Linked DNA regions of Mus musculus: region 1 is linked to region 2. The links are chromatin contacts, called in public Micro-C maps. All regions are on one chromosome and are shown on one strand. The core of a region is the stretch at or near the end of the contact, and the rest is flanking DNA. Distances in the headings are between cores, read along the strand shown. Region 1 overlaps Igfbp2 (insulin-like growth factor binding protein 2). Region 2 overlaps Marchf4 (membrane associated ring-CH-type finger 4).

Region 1 (5,233 bases), core at 1,804-4,303, 390 kb after region 2:
CCAGCAGCATTGGTAATGGGCACAGCCTCTGGGCCTAGGTTATCAGCATCCTTCTACTGCTTGTAGGCCAGGCAGAAGTTTAGTGCCACCTGTCTGCATTTTGACAAGCTGCCAAGTGCTCGATTAAGGTTGGGACAGGCCCCTGTTCTGCAGAACCCTGCACCTGGGAACTGCATGCATCCAGCATCCAGCATGCATCCATGTTTTCCTCTTTTTACCCTTCAGTGCAAGATGTCTCTGAACGGACAGCGCGGGGAGTGCTGGTGTGTGAACCCCAATACCGGGAAGCCCATCCAGGGAGCTCCCACCATCCGGGGAGACCCCGAGTGCCATCTCTTCTACAACGAGCAGCAGGAGACTGGTGGGGCCCATGCCCAAAGTGTGCAGTAAACCCCAGCCAGTCGGTGCCTGGCTTCCCCATCCCGAACACCAGCAGAAATGGAGGGCGTCAGGGTGACGGGTGTGGAGGAGTTCCCAGTTTTGACACATGTATTTATATTTGGAAAGAGACCAACACTGAGCTCAGAAGCCCCCCTCTGACCCCCCCCAGCGGCTGTTAAGCTGAACCTCCCTTGCTTCTGTTAGAGAGGGGAAGGGTGGTATGGAGGGCACTGGGTACAGGCCTGGGAATGGGGAAAGAAATTTTTATTTTTGAATCCCTGTGTCTCTTTTACTTAAGATTAAAGGAAGGAAAAATAAAAAGTGTGTGTCTTACTTGAGTCTTTGGGGTGTCCCGGGAAAGAGTCTTGGGGGGGGATGGTCTGCTGAGCTCATGCCCACCTTGTCCCTAATACCTGGAATGGCGGGGAAGTCACTGTTTCCATCTTACATGGGGACAAGAAAAAGGCTTCTGAACCCAGATGCCGGCCTGCGGTGGAACCCAGGGCTCTGCTGCACTAAGGAAGGTTTCCACCCCCCTGGACTGACTGAGGAAGATGGGTAGTGAGGACAAGAGTGTGGACACTGGACACTGGACGCACAGTCCACAATCCCAGCTTTTGGGAGGCTGAAGCAGGTAAGACTGAGAGTCTAGTCTAGCCTGGGCTACACAGCATATAAACACCCATACAAAGCAACATCGGTAGAAAGCTTCAGATGATATTGCAGTGGGAGATGGGAAATGGGGAACATTGAAATTGGGACTCTCCTACCCCCTGAAATAAGGAGTTTTCAGGTATCTTAGGGGTTTCCATTGCTGTGAAGAGACACCTTGACCAAAGCAACTCATTTTTTTCTGACATATTTTCTTTTTATTAGGTATTTTCTTTATTTACACTTAATTTTATTTCCTTTCCTCATTTCCCCTCTGGAACTCCCCTATTCCATCCCCCCTCCCACTGCTCACTAAGCCACCCACTCCGGATTCCCTGTTCTGGCATTCCCCTACAGTGGGACCCTTCACAAGACCAAGGGCCTCTCCTCCCATTGATGTCCTCCTACAAGGCCATCCTCTGCTACATATGCGGCTGGAACCATGGGTCCCTCCCTGTGTACTCTTTGGTTGGTGGTTTAGTCCCTGGGAGCTCTGGGAGTACTGGTTGGTTCATATTGTTGTTCCTCCTGTGGGGCTGCAAACCCCTTCAGCTCCAACTTGGGTCCTTTCTCTAGCTCCTCCACTGGAGACCCTATGCTCAGTCCAATGGATGGCTGTGTGTACTCACCTCTGTCAGGCACTGGCAGAGCCTCTCAGGAGACAGCTATATCAGGCTCCTGTCAGCAAGCACATGTTGGCATCCACAATAGTGTCTGGGTTTACTAACTGTATACGGGATGGATTCCCAGATGGGACAGTCACTGGATGGCCTTTCCTTCAGTCTCTGCTTCAAACATGAGCACAGCAACTCTTTTGATTGGGATTTAATTAAATGGAAACATTTCATTGGGATCGACTTACAGTTCAGAGGTTTAGTCTGTTACGGTGGGAAGCATGGTGGCATGCCAATAGGCAGGCAGACTTGGTGCTAGAGAGTTCCTGTGTTCTACATCTGGATTTAGAGTCAGCAGGAAGAGAGTGAGACATCAGGTCTGGCTTGAGCATCTGAGACCTCAAAGTGAACCCCTAGTGACACCCTTCCTCCAACAAAGTCACACCCACTCCAACAAGGCCACTCCTCCTAACAGTGCCACTTCCTATGGGTCCATGAAACCATTTCATTCAAACCACCACCCCAGTCCAGGACAAGGAATTACACTTGAACCCCCAAGGAAAGGCTGGTGACCTTGCTTCTGGGCTGTTCAGAAAGGTCACCCCTGAGCTTTCAGAAGCTGCTCCTGGAGTGGCTTGCGTGACTGGCCCCATATCAACAAATCAGCCAGCTTCAAAGGGGTCTCTGTGGATAAAGAGCATGGGCTGAGACTGGATCATGCTTGTGCACATTTCAGGCAGATGTCTGAGTTCAAGGTCAGCCTGGTTTCCAGAGCAAGTTCTAGGACAGCCAGGGTGACACCTTAGCTCTGTCTCAAAAAAGAACAGAACTTGGACCAAGAGACTGGGAACTGAGTCAGGGTATGGGGGTGGGGGAGCCCTTTTTGAAGCAATGTGTAGCAGGACTCTAACACGATGTTTTGTCTGTACCGGAAGCCCCAGTGAAGCCCAGGGACTGTCCTCACCCTTTGGCTGTGGGCCATGGGGAAGGCAAACCATTTTTCTCCCCAGTGCAAGGCTGAGCTCAACTTCAGTCTGCACCTGAGCCCTCTGGCTGTGGAGGGGCCTCTCTCGCGGGCTGGCTCAGTCCCTTCAGACTCATCATCTAGCACATCCGGAGGTGGTGAGGGACACCTGGGACTTTGGGCGGGTGCCAGGACATTAGATTCTTAGAGAACACCCCCTGTCAGGAAAAGAGCTACTTCAGGGTGGATGGAACAGATACATGAATTCAACTAAGTCCCATGATACAGAAACAGTTACCAGTTTCATTTTACAGGCAGGCAAAGGTTTCCAGAAAGGCCCTATTGCTCAGTATCAAGGTTGCGGCTCATCCCTGGATCAAGCATCCCCATTTGGGAGCATTTTCCCCTGGGCCTAGCGGGGATGGTTTAATCTTCAACGAACAAGGTCATAGCCTGTGGAGGCTGCTGGGAAACACTATCAGAGGGATGTTTCAGGGTCATCCTTGTGCTACTACGGGCCTCAGAGAGCTTCTTCCTAAACATTTTGTGAAAGTCCCTTGATGTTGCCACAACCTGCTCTGCCCATTGCTAGTCCCCTGTTCATTGAAAGAGGGGGCTGGTTGGGTAGGGTTTTAATTGAATGTGTTCCCACATCACTCACTGGAGACCTAGACCTCTGAAGTTTAAGCCTGGCCACTGTTAAACGCTGAGGCCATACTGCCCCCATGTGGCAGCATGTGTAACTGCAGCCAAACTCATTTTGGCTTTTCAATTAGTTAAAGGGAGGCCCAGGAACCTATATTAAGTCAAATGGAGGTGCTCTCTCATAAGGATTCACAAGCTCTCCCATAGATTTCCAGAGTTAGGTGATGTGGAAACAGGGACTGAGAATCTTTATGTATACCTCTTGTAAGATTTCTAGGGAAGGCCAGTGACCTAAGTTGTAAGGCCTGGGACACTATGAGGCCTCTTGTTCTTACTAAGAACTTCAAGGCAGTGATAAGAAAGTTCACCAAAGACAGTACACTAGAGCTCTGAGCTCCAGGTGATGTCATGGGTACGTGTCCACAAGGCTGGCCCTCCTCTGTGCCCTCTGGATTTGCAGACACCCTGCTGTAGCTGTGGCATCTGCTAAGTGTATCTTTGGTACTTCGATGTGCTAGCAACACTGGGAAGACCTTGCTTGTCCCTGACTATAAATTGTATGACTTTGTGCATATTTCTAACTTCTACACACCCTTTAAAACCTCAGCTTTAAGTACTGGGATGATGTCTGTTTGAAAGAACAGCTTGCAGGGTAGAAATTCATTTCTGCCACACAGTAAGTGTTGGTTAAATGTAGTCATGACTACATGCTAAGTAGGGTGATGCAGTGTTTGCATGTGGAGCTGCAAGAGATGACGGCCTCTGTCCTGTAGTGTCTACATTTCCGTGTTGTAAATGATTGACCGTCTCATGGCATGATGTGACAGAGGCATATCCTCCAGCACTGTAGTGTAATGACGAGCAGCCTTGTGGAAGGCACCTTGGAGCGGCAATGGAGAGTTGAGATGAAGAAATAGAGCTTGCGTGTGCACACATCTGTGTATGTTTTCTAAGGGATTGGGTTCAGAAAGAGGAGGCAGCATGTGGAAGGCCTTCAAGCCTGAGCTGCACTCTGAGCCTGGAGGCCTGCACACGGCCGAGGATGGGTGTCATTCCTAGGGCGCAGGCAGCAGAGGGACAGCTGAAGAGGAACGTTGTAGGGAACCTATCGGGAGGGATGTGGTGTGTTGCTGAGGGACTTGAACGTAGGCCAAGGGTGGATAAGACTAGATATGTGTTTGGAAATCAATTGTGGATGAGAGAAGAAGGCATGAGAGGAGAGATGGAGTTGAATCCACCAGGCAGCCCTGAAAATGATCCAAACGAGGAAGAAGGAGGATAGTGAGAGCTTTCAGGGAGTAGCTGACTGCTGGGAGCATTGGATGGAGAGCTAAGTGGGGGAATCCGGACTAATACCTAGGGGTCTGGCGCGGACCGTTGGGTGGATGTGATGACGTCATCGGAGACCAGGGAGTTCTGAGACCCAGAGTGTGGCTTAAGTGGATTGTGGCAAAAGGAAGAACTGAATAGGGTACCAGAGCCACGTGGTCTTGGACCAGCTGCCTGCCATCCAATGAGGATGGGAGAGAGAATGGAGCCAGGCTCCGGTCCACTCTGTAAGTGTCCAGGTAGGTTGCCTGATCCGAATGTGCCGTGTGGGTTATGACTTCTGATCAAGAATTGTTTGGAGCAGCCAGGGGGCAGAACGGCCACAGGTCGTGAGGAGTTAGACGGCGAGGCTTCAAGGGCCACATAAGGGCCTGCGGAGCCGGGAGGGATATGGAGCAGGTTCCGTTCATGTGGCTTCAGGGGGATAAGCCCCGAGGACAAACAGCTAGGAGGAGAACCCTGGCTCCTACTTCCTTCAGACATTGCATGGGCTATAGTAACCATAGGACAAGTAGCTTCTGACAGAGAAGCCAGCAGACTCTCCCAGGTGTCCTAACATGGCGAGCCACCCATGCACCCTCCGCTTGCCCTGCCAACTTTCACAAGCACCCGTTCCCGCTCTGCAGCACTGCCTGCATCTTCCACACTT
Region 2 (5,660 bases), core at 1,366-3,865:
GAGCAGTGGCTCTCAACCTTCCTAAAGCTGTGGCTCTTTAATACAGTTCCTCATACTGTAGTGATCACTACCCATAAAATTTATTTTTGTTGCTACTTCATAACTGTAATTTTGCTACTGTTATGAATAATAATATAAATATTTGTGGAGATCCAGGTTTGCCAAAAGGGTCTCGACCCACAGGTTACGAATCACTACCATAGGGCTTAGCAAAACTAAAACCATCTTCCCACCTCCTTCAAGTATTAGTTTCCTTCCTTCTTTTCTTTTTCTTTTTTTCTGTATCTCTCTCTTCATGTCTGTAGACCATGTGTGTAGATGTAATGTCGTCTGCCACCTCAGCACAGTGAGGTTAGTGATTACCATTCCCACTTCACAAATGAAGTGCCCATTCAGAGACTTTGTTGCATGCTCATGAAGATGAACGAGTTGGGCTCTGAAACCAGTTCCATTTACCAAATGTTTACCCAGCTCCCTCTTTCCACACAGGCATTGCTGACTTCATCTCTTCTTCCACCCACAGCAGCCTGTCTTTAAAACTATTCATTTTTTAGTCCTGATAGGAGAGATGGCCTTGCCGCATCCCCATTGGTATCTCCCTCACTGGATAGACACATATGCACCCTATTACTCTTTCTTTCATCTCCATCTCCAGAATCAGTTCTAGGTCATGCTTATATGATATTAATTGATGTCTGTGTGGTGGGGGTTAGGGGTTGGGGACAGATCAAAATAGGCTCTCAGTTCCTCTTCCCTCCACTCTCAAGTTTCCAACCTTAGTGGGGAAGGAGACATTTGTTGAAAAAGAGTTAAGAGACAAAGATTTTCATACGCAGACTAATCCACTAAAGATTGCTCCAAGGAGTAAAGGAAATCACTAATTAAAAAAATTAGTGAAGGAAAGTCCAGTCTTGGAGCTGTTGTGGTATGAAGGCCTGTAGGCTCTAAACTTTAAAGTCAGAATTTCCCCTCCAGGCCAGAACTCTGCATTGTGACAGGGACGGATAGGCATAAGGGCAAGAATTAGGTCATAGGGTTTGTGTGTGTGTGTGTGTGTGTGTGTGTGTGTGTGTGTGTGTGTGTGTGTAGGGGCATGAAGATGCTAAAGAAGGTAGAGACTTCCAGTGCCTGACTTAGGTTGTGTCTATGGTATGATAACTTGTAGCTGACAAGAAAAGTCAGGCCCTGTTTTCCATCGCTCTTTAAAGCCTCATATTCTGTGACCAGTTAACAGTGAGGATTATTAATAGCTTGTGCATAAGATCACACACAAGCATGCATTCCTGCGCACATGTGCACACACACAACTATAAGCACAACAAACAATATCGTGGGTCCAAGATGTTGATCAGTTGTTTGGGTGGCCATATTCTGAGTTTGTGGAGAAAGGCTGAGACAGGAAGAGACAATGCCCAAAAGAGCTAGTGCATAGAAGAAAAAAGTGAGGGTAACCTGGAAAATTTCAGTGTCTCATTCCATCAGGACAGTAGACAATCATTTCCTCATTCTCCAGACTGTGGGAGTCAATGTATTGTGGCATCAGGATCAGGACAAAAATGACTTATCATGATGGCCTTCTTGCCAAACTGTGAAGGATGAGGGAAGGGCGGATAATGACCTCATAGATGCCCCAAGACCTGAAAATCCATTATTGTTCACAGACAAGCCATCCTGAATTTTGTGCATACTGTATGAGAAAGTGTATGAACAGCTCTGTTTTCTGAAGAGTCTTTTAGCTCCACCACCCATCCACACCCCCTTCCCACACACACTATGCTTTCATCAATAGATCTAAGGCCAAATCTTGGCTTCAAGGGACCATCAGCGTGCCAGTGATATTGGAGAGAAATTATGAATTGTGAGATAACTTGATCTAAAGAGGAGAGAAATCTATTACCAAGAAGAGACCTAAAGCCCTAATAAGCTGCAGTTATCGGCACTAAATCCAATTAACCTACAAAATTATTTCTGTTTCTATTCTCATACCACGCACTTACTCTCAGAAACACCCAGAATCGGGCAGCCTCACACAGTTAATCTACAGGCATCTTCATGGAAAATGTCCTGGTTTATCTGTTCATTGTCTCAAAACAATCGGATGTTAAAAGGGACAAGAAAGGTGGACAGTTGAACCCAAGCCCTCCAAACTGTGACATTCATTATCCTGGTAATTATTTTATTCCTACCCTGCTTCTCTCCCTATAATTTAACTGGTATAAGATAAATGTACCTATTCCCTCTAACTGCTTCTAAATTCACTCAACTGCTACTAGAGAGAAGAACTTAACCTCACAATAATTGAATTTAAATAACATCCAATTCTGTGAAGTCGAACATGGTCTGCATAGTAAACAAACCACAGGATTTGAGGGCTGGCAGGAAGAAAGAAGGTCACGCTTAATGTGCAGAGGCATAATTGTATCTGTATTTCGAATGGCCCAGATGTGTAATCTAATGTCTGTTTGTCTTTCTGTCTAACTCATCATTACCATCGTTATCGTTACCAAAGAGCCAAAATTAAAGGCTGATCTGGCCTCGTTCCTCTGGCTGGCTCAAGAGGAAAACATAATTCAGATAAGCCTTGAGGAGCTAGAATTGGGCTATTTGCATACAGTGGGCTGGGCCCATGTCCAAGGTTCCGGGCCACTACACTTCTCAGGAAGTTTCAGGAATGCCGGGTCACTGCGTTCTCTTTTTTTGTTCCAAAAACCAGGCCAAATCATCTGACAGGTTAGAGGGAAGGTGCAGACATGTCCCCTTGAATCAGTCCTGTATGGTCCTTGCACACTAGCAAAGGAGTATACAACATCAACTCTGTAAACCTCTCATGATGCTCCCTGGAGGAACTGTGGTGAAAATCTCCTAAAATTAATTTTCACTCACTGTGATTAATACAGCATTCGGAGGGCTTAGGCTGCAGGTGCAAACAGCTGGAGTCACTTGTTGCTTTCTGCCGCTTCAGATCAGGACCCTAGGTACATAGGATCGTCCTACAAAGCACAGGAGCAAGACCTTTCCCCAGTGCAGTCCCAGCTTGCCCGCTGTCTGGCTGGTGACTATGCGTTTAAATGTTCTCTACCTGAATCCACTGTTTCTGAGAGTTGAGGCTGCATCAGAATCCCTTGGGAGTCTTATTTAGTATCTCCATGCTGGCTGTAACCCAAAGACTCCAACTCCACCAAGACCCACTTAAAGCAAAATTGGCTAAGACCTACTTTGTAACGTGTTGGACCAGATACTCATTAACAAACCTTCTGCCTCCTACATTGCTTTGAGACTTTTATGTACACAAAGATAAAAATAGGCACTGAGAGTGAAAACTTATTGAGGACTCATTGTCTGCCAATTCTTGTCACAGGCTTTGAATTCTGGGTTCAAATACCAATTCTCCCATTTGCTGGGTGAAAGATATTGGGCAAGTTGCTCCAAGCTCCCATCTCTCTCCTCCTCTCTCCTCTCTCCCTCTCCCTCTCCTCTCTCCCTCTCCCCCTCCCCTTCTCTCCCCTCTCTCTCCTTCTCTCCTTCCACTCTGTCCTCTCTCACTCTGTCCTCTGTCTCTCTGTCTCTGTCTCTCTGACTGTCTCTCTGTCCCTGTCCCTGTCTCTTTGTGTCTGTCTGTCTGTCTGTCTGTCTGTCTCTCTCTCTCTCTCTGTGTGTGTGTGTGTGTGTGTGTGTGTGTGTGTGTGTGTATGTGTGTGTGTGTGTGTGTGTTTGTGTTTCAAGACAGTTTCTTCTGTGTAGCCCTGGCTGTTCTGGACTCATTCTGTAGGCCTTGAACTCATAGAGATCCACCTGCTTCTGCCCCTGGAGTGCTGGGATTGAATGTGTATGCCACCACCCCCTGGCCTGTTGTTGCCTCTCTTGCTAGTCTATAGTCCATGCCTTTGAATATGTGCTAGGGGCCAAGCATGGTTCTAATATGTGCATGAGGTGATACGACATCGTTGCTGAGGACCCTGGCTCCATTATGCATGACCTTAGGCAAGTTTCCTTAGAGGTTAAAGTAGGACCAGAGAGGTTTCTCAGAAGGATTAAAATGGGGTAAGATATGAGAAATGCTTAGAGCCCTATGGAGCACACAGGGAGTGTCTGTGATGGCACTATACCATGCCCTTCCATGTATACCTACCTACCTTTACCGTAACTTCACACCCTAACAGGAGGAGGGAGGTGCCAGCTCTGCAAATGAGAGCACTATAACTATTGTCGCTTCACCAAGTAATGTACTTTGCTGTCCTGAAAGCCACGGGTCTGAAGATGCTGTGAGCCAGGAATATAGGGTTCGGTGATACCTGCAGGAAAGCTTTGGGTTTCCAGGTGTTTGATATCTGCCCTGGCACGTTGGGGGGAGGGACAAAGAAAACCAGTGCCCCAGATCCTTATGCATCCTCCTGCCTCCACGACCCTCCTCCCCAAGCCTGCTTTTCCACATTCGTGAATTCTACCTTCTGTGACAGTGGGTGGGGGTTGGTATTGAGTTACGGGTGTTTGCAGGCATCAGTCTTTCCCTCTCCTGTTTTGGGTACAGCTGCGGCCTTATGTGTGCATGGGAACACTAGAGGATAGTGAGGTAGGGAGGACGGGGCCTAAAGACCAGAAAGAAAAAAGAAGAAGAAAAGAAAGACAGAAAGAATAGGAAGGAGATGGGAGTGACCATGGTCAAAAAGCATACTATATCAATGCATGAAAATTGTAGTGAAACTCGCTAGTGTGTATAACTAATATGTATTAATAATTATAATTAAGAAAAAGAGTTTAGCAACAGAGGAGGACTCAGAGAAGGAAAGACTCTTGCTTGTAATCTCTCTTGCCTGCCTTTAAAAGGGATTACAGTAAGCCTGTGTATTGTTTGTCGGTTCCTCCTGTGGATCTGACTTCCTCCTCAAATCAACCTCACAGTCATTGTGCTTCACTTAGAGCTGTGGTTCTCAACTCCCCTAACACTGCAGCCCTTTAACACAGTTCCTCACGTTGTGCTGACCTTCAGCCATAAAAGTATTTGGTTGTTACTTCATAACTGCAAGTTTGCTACTTTTATGAATCATAATGTAAACATCTGATATGTGGGATATCTGACCCGTGACTCTCAGGGGTGTCATGACCCACAGGTTGAACGGCAGACTTACACAGATCAACCTAAAGCCCTTAGGAGGATCCCATGGCACAGAAGAGATTCCTTCCTCTTTCTGAGCCCTGTTCAGGTTCCATGCTCCCAAGACAAGGCCCCACTTCCCTGCAGGACCTTGCCCATGCCAGAGTCTGCTGCAAACCCAGCTCGGTTCTTTTCACGCCTCTCGGGAAAGCATACTATTCCTGAAATCTTGGCTGCCGCTCCTTGTCAGCAGAAAGCATGCTAAGCGAATTTGAATGACTCTGGCGTGTGAATAGACTCCAGGCTGCGGGCTCCAAAGTAAGCGGCTCCAAGTCACTGTGGCTGCTGTTATCTTGGCAATTTTATTTTCTGTTTCAAAGAATTCTATAGTCCTTACCTTCTGGCTCTCTCTCTCTCTCTCTCCCTCCCCCTCCCCCTCCCTTCCTCCCTCTCCCCCTCCCTCTCCCCCTGCCCATCTCCTTCCCTCTCCCTCTCCCTCTCCCTCTCCCTCTCCCTCTCCCTCTCCCTCTCCCTCTCTCTCTCTCTCTCTCTCTCTCTCTCTCTCTTT

What was found. Hi-C and Micro-C count contacts between places; a contact is called where the count stands out from the background.
Region 1: a contact with region 2 is called in a Micro-C map of granulosa cells, with 2.6 times the contacts expected there. The contact joins two enhancer-like sites. A contact is called at or near these places in 1 of 484 Hi-C or Micro-C datasets (granulosa cells) and 1 of 9 other capture datasets (liver).

What each region holds. Positions count from the first base shown.
Region 1 is chr1:72,851,773-72,857,005 of GRCm38.p6, forward strand. Igfbp2 (insulin-like growth factor binding protein 2) reads left to right here. Exons shown (of 4, transcript NM_008342.3): 4 at 226-702. The coding sequence ends at 390. Among named protein-coding and RNA genes, the nearest start is that of Igfbp5, 20 kb to the right of the region's middle. Within about 2 kb of position 3,054, at least 21 of the 459 cell types and tissues checked have an H3K27ac peak or open chromatin away from gene starts, as enhancers often do. A contact at or near this core is called in granulosa cells, where this site is marked.
Region 2 is chr1:72,460,081-72,465,740 of GRCm38.p6, forward strand. All of the region lies in intron 1 of Marchf4 (membrane associated ring-CH-type finger 4), which reads right to left. Among named protein-coding and RNA genes, the nearest start is that of Gm39661, 50 kb to the left of the region's middle. Within about 2 kb of position 2,616, at least 8 of the 459 cell types and tissues checked have an H3K27ac peak or open chromatin away from gene starts, as enhancers often do. A contact at or near this core is called in granulosa cells, where this site is marked.